Linked DNA regions of Rattus norvegicus: all the other regions are linked to region 3. Evidence: chromatin contacts called from public Hi-C data. All regions are on one chromosome and are shown on one strand. Each heading gives the region's core, a stretch centred on a gene start, on an enhancer-like site or on the middle of the called end of the contact. The rest is flanking DNA. Distances are from core to core; before and after follow the strand shown. Region 1 overlaps Runx1 (RUNX family transcription factor 1). Region 2 has its middle 87 kb from the start of Runx1. Region 3 holds the start of Runx1 (RUNX family transcription factor 1).

The links. Hi-C and Micro-C count contacts between places; a contact is called where the count stands out from the background.
Region 1: a contact with region 3 is called in a Hi-C map of Schwann cells, with 5 times the contacts expected there. The contact joins the enhancer-like site here to the promoter of Runx1 in region 3. A contact is called at or near these places in 3 of 12 Hi-C or Micro-C datasets (the Rat2 cell line, Schwann cells and mammary epithelial cells).
Region 2: a Hi-C map of the A7r5 cell line shows a contact between it and region 3, with 2.2 times the contacts expected there. The contact joins the enhancer-like site here to the promoter of Runx1 in region 3. A contact is called at or near these places in 5 of 12 Hi-C or Micro-C datasets (the A7r5 cell line, the Rat2 cell line, liver and 1 more).

The regions. Positions count from the first base shown.
Region 1 is chr11:45,347,174-45,349,873 of GRCr8, forward strand. The region is part of intron 4 of Runx1 (RUNX family transcription factor 1); the gene reads right to left. Among named protein-coding and RNA genes, the nearest start is that of Runx1, 73 kb to the right of the region's middle. Within about 2 kb of position 1,393, at least 14 of the 93 cell types and tissues checked have an H3K27ac peak or open chromatin away from gene starts, as enhancers often do. A contact at or near this core is called in Schwann cells, where this site is marked.
Region 2 is chr11:45,506,498-45,509,197 of GRCr8, forward strand. It overlaps a transcript of Runx1 not described here. Among named protein-coding and RNA genes, the nearest start is that of Runx1, 87 kb to the left of the region's middle. Within about 2 kb of position 1,429, at least 6 of the 93 cell types and tissues checked have an H3K27ac peak or open chromatin away from gene starts, as enhancers often do. A contact at or near this core is called in the A7r5 cell line, where this site is marked.
Region 3 is chr11:45,419,991-45,422,690 of GRCr8, forward strand. It overlaps Runx1 (RUNX family transcription factor 1), which reads right to left and starts at 1,335. Exons shown (of 6, transcript NM_017325.2): 1 at 667-1,335. The coding sequence starts at 936.

The DNA.
Region 1 (2,700 bases), core at 143-2,642, 73 kb before region 3:
GGCTCACTGACAGTAGCACACACGGCAGACTTGACTTGTGTGGCTCAGGCCAGGGGATGTTGGAGATGGTCCAGGTGCCTGCGGAAGGCGGCTTGTTCTGTCCAGTCTGCTCTGGGTCTCCGGGAAGCACTGACTGTCTTCTGACAATTCCATGCAGTGAGAGCTGTCCCTTGGGCAGATCACATTAAGTGAACGGCTGAGGCTTTATGAGGGTCCTTAACATGCCTTAGCGTGATTGAAGGCACCAAGAAAGGAGTGACCATTCTCTTTGGGATTGCAGAAGTGGGTCTATTGCTCAGACGATGTCAGTCGGGCCCAGCCTAGAGTGAAGTCCGACCTACTCCAGACTCTGTCATGCCATTGGGTGGCCTTGCTTCCTTTGGGGATCACCACTACCTGTGCAGCACTCAGATCTCTGTGCCGGGGGCTGTCACTGAGTCAACACTTGGGACCTCTGATGGGAGGGCAGAGGTCACCTCTACCCCAGCCACCTGACCCGCAGTGTTTCCTGTGAGTGCTCAACCTGCCTAACATTTGTTAAATGTTAGACCTGCATGTCAATTTCTAAGGCGTCTTAAAGGGCAGAACTCAGTTCCTGTCCCCTGTGTTCCTCTGACCAGGGTCTTAAGTAGGGATTACAGCATTCATTCTACAGCAGAGTCTGAAGAGAAATTCATATTGGTGAGGACAGAAAAGAAGAATCCAGGGCAGTATCCTCTAAAATACTCCCCCAACAGAACAGAGGATGCCGGCTGTGCTACGGCTTGTGCGGGGACCCCAAGCATCTCTAGGTTCTGGGTACCTCACCTCTGTGCTGTCCCCCATTCCTGAACCAACAGTGCTCAGGCAGTGATAGAGCAAGGGGACGACTTTCAAGTCTCAGAGGTTGCAATGGAGACACTGGTTTGCCTGTTTTCCGTTGAGGCAAGTGGCTTATTTCGGGGACACTCCCCTCCTGTGAAGAGGGGTCATTGCATCGGCCTGCGAGATACTGGGAGGGTGAATGGGACCTTGGCCTGATCACTGTCAGTTCTGTTGCTGGTATGAAGAGGCGAGGCCATCTCCCCTTGCTACCCTTTCAGGGAATGGTAACGGTGTCCAGAGTGAGGAGGGCTTGACCTTTGTCCAGCACAGACTCCTTATCCACACTCTGGTGCTCCGCATAGCAGAGACACCAGGAGGCTACCAGGAATGGGACCTGCCTGAGCCAGCCAGACTTCTGGGGGTGCAAACTGTGGTTCCCACAACCATATGTGTGTGGTTCCCGTGGCTGAGTGCCAGCGTCAAGACACAGTGTGAGCGTCCCCTCCCTGAACACCACAGCTCCAGAGGGAGTCCTGTACCCACTCAGTGGAACGCAGGCTTGTGGCGGGGTGGGTGGCGCAGTTCCTGCTGGGACACAGGGTCTGGAAGCTGAATTGCAAGTCAGAGATACTCATTGTTCTTTGTCTCCTGAGGTGTGAGTCATGTCAGACGGTTGTTCTTGCTTTAAGAGCTCTCATTCCACACTCCCAACTCACAAAGAACATTCCAACACAGGGAATTAGAAAAATTCCCCAAATATGAAGTGCCTAGCCCCCTTTGGTAAGTGTTTGCAAGAGAGATCCAGTCAGTGTCTGCCCCCATATCTTCATGCTCCGTGTATGTGTGTGTGTGTGTGGTGGGGTAGGGTGGGAGTGCTGGTCTGGTCTTACTCGACTGTTCCCTCCGGCCTGAACCCTGGTCACTGCTGTTTTTTCCTTTCCTACGCATCGGACTTGGGCTCATGGAGTCGATTCCCCAAAGCGAAGCCAGGAGAGCAGTGTAGCACAGTGAGAGTTGTGGGGTGGGGGTGGGGTGCTCCCTCCCCTCCCCGCCTTTACCTATCTTGTAGTCAGGCTGTGCCCAGGTCTCTCCCTACATCAGAAGAATCTGATAAATAAGTCCAGGGTCTTCCTGATGAGGGGATCAACCTTTCATGATTCCTGGCTGTTCTAATCTGGGTTGTTCTAACACATTCCTCTTTCCCAAGAACTGTCCTGGCTGACTGTCCAGCACAACCAGCACGAAACGCTGCCCTTCCTTTTGGTCTTCAGTGGCCTAGAAATAATGGTAGATCGGGGAAGCATATTCTCATTACATAAGGAAGGGTCTTGTTGTCCAGCTGGAGAGATGCAGCCCTCACATACCTTACCCTCCCTCCTGCTGTGTGGCCTCAAGATGACAGTGGGATGTGTGGCTAGGACATTGCTTATCACACGCTGTAAATACAAGGCTCTTCCTCCATGCCCAGCAAATGTTCTCAGACACAGTGAGGTTGCTAAATACGCAGATGCTTGCCATGGGGAATAGGGCGGGGAAGAGGGGGCTGAGACCCTCCCATGCCCAGGGGATCTTACATTTCTACTTAAGCTTTGGGTCATTTAGGCTTCCTGGGTGTCTTCACTCTGAAGCACGGAGGCACCGGACCGTTCCTGCTTCTGCATTCCCTGCCCCGTAATCTCTCATTTTCGTGGGAGAACCACAGGAGGGGGCATCGCTCACTTATGTTTGCGGCCCCTCTCTGCACACCCCAAGTAGTTGACCTTGGTGTGAACTAATTGGGACGGCAATGGATTAATAACGCAGGTTGGCGAGGCGGAGTCTGCCATACAGGGGAGACCTTTGAAGATAAGAGTTATGCGCGCTTTCATAAACTAATCCCTGGTGCTCTTAACAAAG
Region 2 (2,700 bases), core at 179-2,678, 87 kb after region 3:
TGGACCCGCAGACCCAGGAAGCAGCAAGAGGGGATTGCTCGCTCCTGGAGAAGAACTGCAGCCTATGGTACCTTGATCTGGAACTTCCACACCCAAGGACTGTGAGGGAACAAATTTCTGTTATTTTCAAACACCCTATTGTGGTGATCAGTTACAGCAGTCTTTGGAGGACTTGGCCACCCAGCTCTTCCCTGCCTAGTCAGAGCCCCGCCCAGTGGGCCTCACTGTCCCTGAAGCCAGTCCCAATGCTACTAGCATGATTTAAGGGCCTGGGGAAACCTCACCCGTGAGGCTTCATGCCCAGGTAAGTGTATTTCTTGGGCCCACCCTCCTCATTACTGACTTCCATCTGTGTTCCTTTGAACTTCAATCAATGGCTGAACCCAGAAGGCTGTTTTGACTGCTGGCTTCTAAACTCCCCACTGTGTGGTTTTTTGGGTCAGACAGTCAGGCTTACTTCTGTGAATCATCACCCAAAGATTCAATTAGCTCTGGCTTCATCCACCTTGTGGCCAGGCCTTTGGGGACTGAGCGAGAACAGGAATCATTTAGGCAGTTGCTGAGGAAAGCCAGGCATGCCAGGGGCTCAAGGCGCTGACACAGGCGGGGAGCAGGAAGATTAGGGTGTTGGGACAGCAGGGAAGAATGAAGTCACTGGAGCTCAGGGGCTGGCACAGGGACAGCTGCTGATTCCTGACAGTAATTCAGGGTGAGAGAAAGTGGAGGGGCTTTGCTGTGTGAGGGAGGGGAGACAGGGGCCAGAGTCAATGGGAGGTGAGACACATGTTAGCAACACAGGGCTTTCTCCAAGACAGAGACTGAATCCTAGCACAAGTCTGCTGGGATAGAAATGGCTGTGAAGCTTCTTTTGAAGTCTGACATCATTAACAAAAATTCACATAAAACCAAAAAGGGAGAGGGAAGGAAGGAGGGAGGGAAGGAGGGAGGTGAGGAGGGAAGGGGGAGAAGAAGGGAGGGGAGAGGGAAAAGGAGGGAGGGAGACTGATTTTTATCTTAACAAAGAAGATAACCAGGAATGAACAGAGAAGTGCTTTGGATTTTCAGCATAAACAGGAATTCACTTAAATCCATCACAAAGTAAAGGTTAAACAAAGAAGCAAACAAATGAACAACAAGGTTTCCTGGGGGGGCCTGGAAGGCACTGTACTATGGATGAGCTTGGTCCATGAGACAGAGCCCCAAGCAGCACGACAAGATTCAGTCTGAGAAGTGGCTTGCGTCCCGATCCAGGGGTGGCCCTGGAGTCACAGACCAGGATTGGGTTTCCATCGAGAAGGGATGACTTTTGCTGACCCCTTCTGCTCTGGCAGGAGTTGACCAAGGTGCTCCAGGAACTACTGGTTATGAACTGACTGGAATTCTCCAAGCAGGAGCCGTTGAGGACAGACGTGCAAGGGTGATCTGTGACTCAGACTGGAGTCCAGTCGCCCTTGGATTCCACCGCCTCCTGCCATTCCAGGTCCACTCTGCTGAGCACTGTGACATCACCCACTGCTTTCGGAGTGTTCCTGTGCCTGGCTTGGGGACCTCTCCTCTCTTCCCTGGCTACTGGGACCACCTGCACCAAGAGACCGAGACCTGTAGTTTGCGATGTCTACAGAGGATCAATTGCCTCCTCCTCCCTTGGCTGCAGAGCTAAGGAATGGAGATCCAACATCCTGCGGCTCGTTTTCAGACAGATCTCTCCCACACCTACGATGCCGTCTCATGCTTTTGACTCGCTGCATGTGACAGTCCCTTGAGTCTGCAGTTGGGTGTGTCCAGGGATGCTCCAGTCTCATCTAGTAGCCGACCAGAGGCAGGGCACCTTCAGGACAAGAATCTAGAGTGCGTGTCTTTCCTAGCTTGGGGACCCTTGGATTCTCACAGAATCTATATCAATAGATTTTATTCAGAAGAGTGAGAAGATCCAGTTTGGCACACTCAGAGCTCTTGTTCTCCCTTTTCTGTTCTACACACCCCATTTGGGACAACCTCTTGGTTCACACATACCAAGGTGTGAGAGACTGGTGGTTTCCCTAATTCTGGTATAGGTAGGCAGCTCCAGCGAACCAGGGCAGAAACCAAGAACCCAGGCGACGTTCCAGCGGCTGGAGGTAACCAATTGGTATCTCATCTCAAACGTAAACAAGAGCAACAACAAACAACACACGGATCCCATAGGTGACCTGGTGTGGTTCTAGACACCGAGGATAGGTTAAGCAGAGAGCCTGATTGTGGGTCACACCCCACGTAGGTAACACACTACTGAAGGCCATGTGGCAGTCACCAGATAATGCTGTAATTTCAGACAGTTACATCACAATAAAATAAGTCCACTTTCCAAAAGATGATGAGAGAAATCAAACAAGGCAGAGCTCACACGTTGGGTGGCCTTTGGCCATGTGACGGTCACATGTTCACACACACACACACACACACACACACACACACACACACACACATCGTCTTGGCACTCTTGGTTAACACTCAGTCAGTTGTCAGAATGTCCGGCTGCGGTAACAACAGAGGCCAACTCGTGGCCAGAAACAAATTTGGTTTCTCCACCTCAGGTCCAGCAATAAAAAAGATGAGTCCGCAGGCAGCCTGCTCTGACCTTGGCAGGAGGGAACACAGAGACTCCTGGTGCCCGGCGTCGACGGGAGTTGGCAGCCAGGCCCAGTGTTCCCCGAAAGGACC
Region 3 (2,700 bases), core at 85-2,584:
TTTGGCAAACTTAACTACGCCTGCCGCGGACTTTGGACACGCTGAATCCGAATCCTATAGGGCGGTTAAAAAAAAAAACAAAACAAAAAACAAACGAACCGGCGGGGTGGGGGGTGGGATCCCTGGCGTCCCCTTGGTTTATTTTTACTGACCGGAAGATAGTAAAGCATCTTTTATTTTATTTCCCGATGCCTTCATTTGAGAGATAGGTGTCCATCTATCTCTTCATTTGAGAGATGGGTGTCCATCCAGAGGTCCAGGGAGCCTAACTAAGGAAGATGGACTGGCCCGCTCCAAGGTTCTAACTTTTTCTAATTTCGTAGCAAAGATAAGGAAGGTCCTTGGCAGATGTTCTGGGATTATCTTAAAAAATAAAAATTAAAAAACAAAAAACAAAAAACCCCCCCAAAAAAAACCAAAAACCAAAACAACCAAAACTCTCTCTTGGATACCTCTGCGGGTGGCCAAGGTGGGTCCCTTCCGAGGGTCGCCACGGCAACGCAGCATCCTCCCCCCCATCCCAAACTCAGTGAGAAGGACCAAACAGAGGCTTATACAGGCAGCACCCTTCTCTAGAAGCCGCCTTAGCCTCTGCCCCCTAGGCTCACTCTGGCCAGCGGCCGGCCTCCACCTGCTCCTCCCGCCACCCTCTCTAGACAGGAGTACCTTGAAAGCGATGGGCAGGGTCTTGTTGCAGCGCCAGTGAGTGGGCAGCACGGAGCAGAGGAAGTTGGGGCTGTCGGTGCGGACTAGCTCGCCGGGGTGGTCAGCTAGTACCTCCACCATGCTGCGGTCGCCGCTCCTCAGCTTGCTGGCCAGGGCGGCGCCGCCATCCGGGGCGCCCAGCGGCAGCGCCTCGCTCATCTTGCCGGGGCTCAGCGCGGTGGAAGGCGGCGTGAAGCGGCGGCTCGTGCTGGCATCTACGGGGATACGCATCACAACAAGCCGATTGAGTAAGGACCCTGAAAACAGCTCCTACTAGACGGCGACAGGGACTCGGATCTTCTGCAAGCTGCTCCCGGGAGACCAACATACAAGTTCAGGAGCCTTTATTACTACCGGAGGGTTGTGGGGGTAGCAGGACTGAGATCTAGTTACGCGGATCGGCCTTACACCCAGGCAGGGTTAGCAACTGGCCGCTTAGTGCATTGAAAAGTGGGCAACCCAGAATTCAAAGTCAAATGCCCCAAGGAGCCTCGCTTTCAGAGTTTGGAGTTCAGTCTTTGGCTATTACAAACGGTCCCGGAGGCAAAATTCCCGTATGCGTCCTAAAATATTTATGCGCAGAATTAAAAAAAATGACCAGAAAAAAAAAAAAAACAAACTAGATTTGGAAGTTCCAGCAGTTCATTGCCTGTCAGTTTGTTTTTCTTTCTTGCGGGTCAGTTTTGTTTAAAGTCTCAACAAAATACAAAACTTGGGAGTGTCTTCCATACAGAGCGCCCCTCTTACCATGAAAAACTCACTTCGTTCTCAAAAGCGAGAGCCGCCAACTTTCAAAGATTGTGCTACTAATGTATGTGCTCGTATATATAGATATATACACATGATCTACTTCATAAAATATTTACAATACAATCTGTAGAGAATTTAAACACAACAGAAATCCATTAATGTTCGCCGCAGTTTTTTTTTTTTTTTTTTAAGTAGCCTTGAAAATCAGCTTCAGTAGTTAGAAGACTGGGATAGAAGCACTTGTCATTATTCTCTCAATAAATTCTGGCCAAATAAATGGTCAGTACTTTACGAAGATCTCTAGCTAATCTTAAAAAAAAAATCAAATTCGATGACACTCAGGGTAGAGCTTCCCACAGCTGAGGACTCTGGTTTGGGAACGATGGTTAAGTTTGTGGCTGATCCTGTGGTTTGGTGGGAGTTGAGCCGCAGTTGGGTCACACACACACAGGCAGACATGCACTCTTCGGAAGTCAGCCACTGTCTACATTGGTTGAGTGAGTCAGCCCAGACTCTGGCAGTAGCAAGATGATCTTCCTCCAACGTCGCCCGGCGCTGGCTGGTTTTCTGCTGGGGCGCACAAATACCCACGAGCGAGCACCGTGTAACCGCAGCAGGTGGAGCGGGCCTGGGAGGAGGCGCCGTAGACCAGTAGACTCGAGTTACACACGCTCACTCCCACGCACCCTGCCACGCACACGCAACTTCACCGCTCGCCTGGAAGCCCGGAACACTTTCTCCCGCAGTTGTCAAAAGAAACAATCGGAGAAAAGTTTACAGCCAGGAGAAAAGTTGAAACATCCAAAGCCTAGACGCCGGTTCATTCAAAAGTAAGAAAGGAAAAACAAAAAGAAAAGGAAAACAAGGAGGTCCAACGCAGATCTAAGAAGAGCGGCAAAGGGTGACTTTCTTGCGTCTCCGGTAGCTCAGGATGGAAGTGCCAGCCGCGGGGCCGGGCGGCGTGGTGCCCTGGCTGGGTCCGGCCGCGGGGCGCCCGTCCTGCCCGCGCCCGCTGGCTCTATGAATGAGAGTGCCTGGAAATGAACGTGCTTTTACTGTAAGCCCGGCCCGAGGAATTCCATTCCCTCAGCTCGTTTGCATAGGGGAGACCGACGGCCAATCACAGGCCTTTCCGGTATCAGGCTGGGCGCGGCCGGCTGCCGCGCTCCTGGAATTGGCCCGCGCGCCCCCGCGCGCTACTGTACGCCGCCCCGGCCCGGACTGGGTGGCAGCCCCTACCGCCCC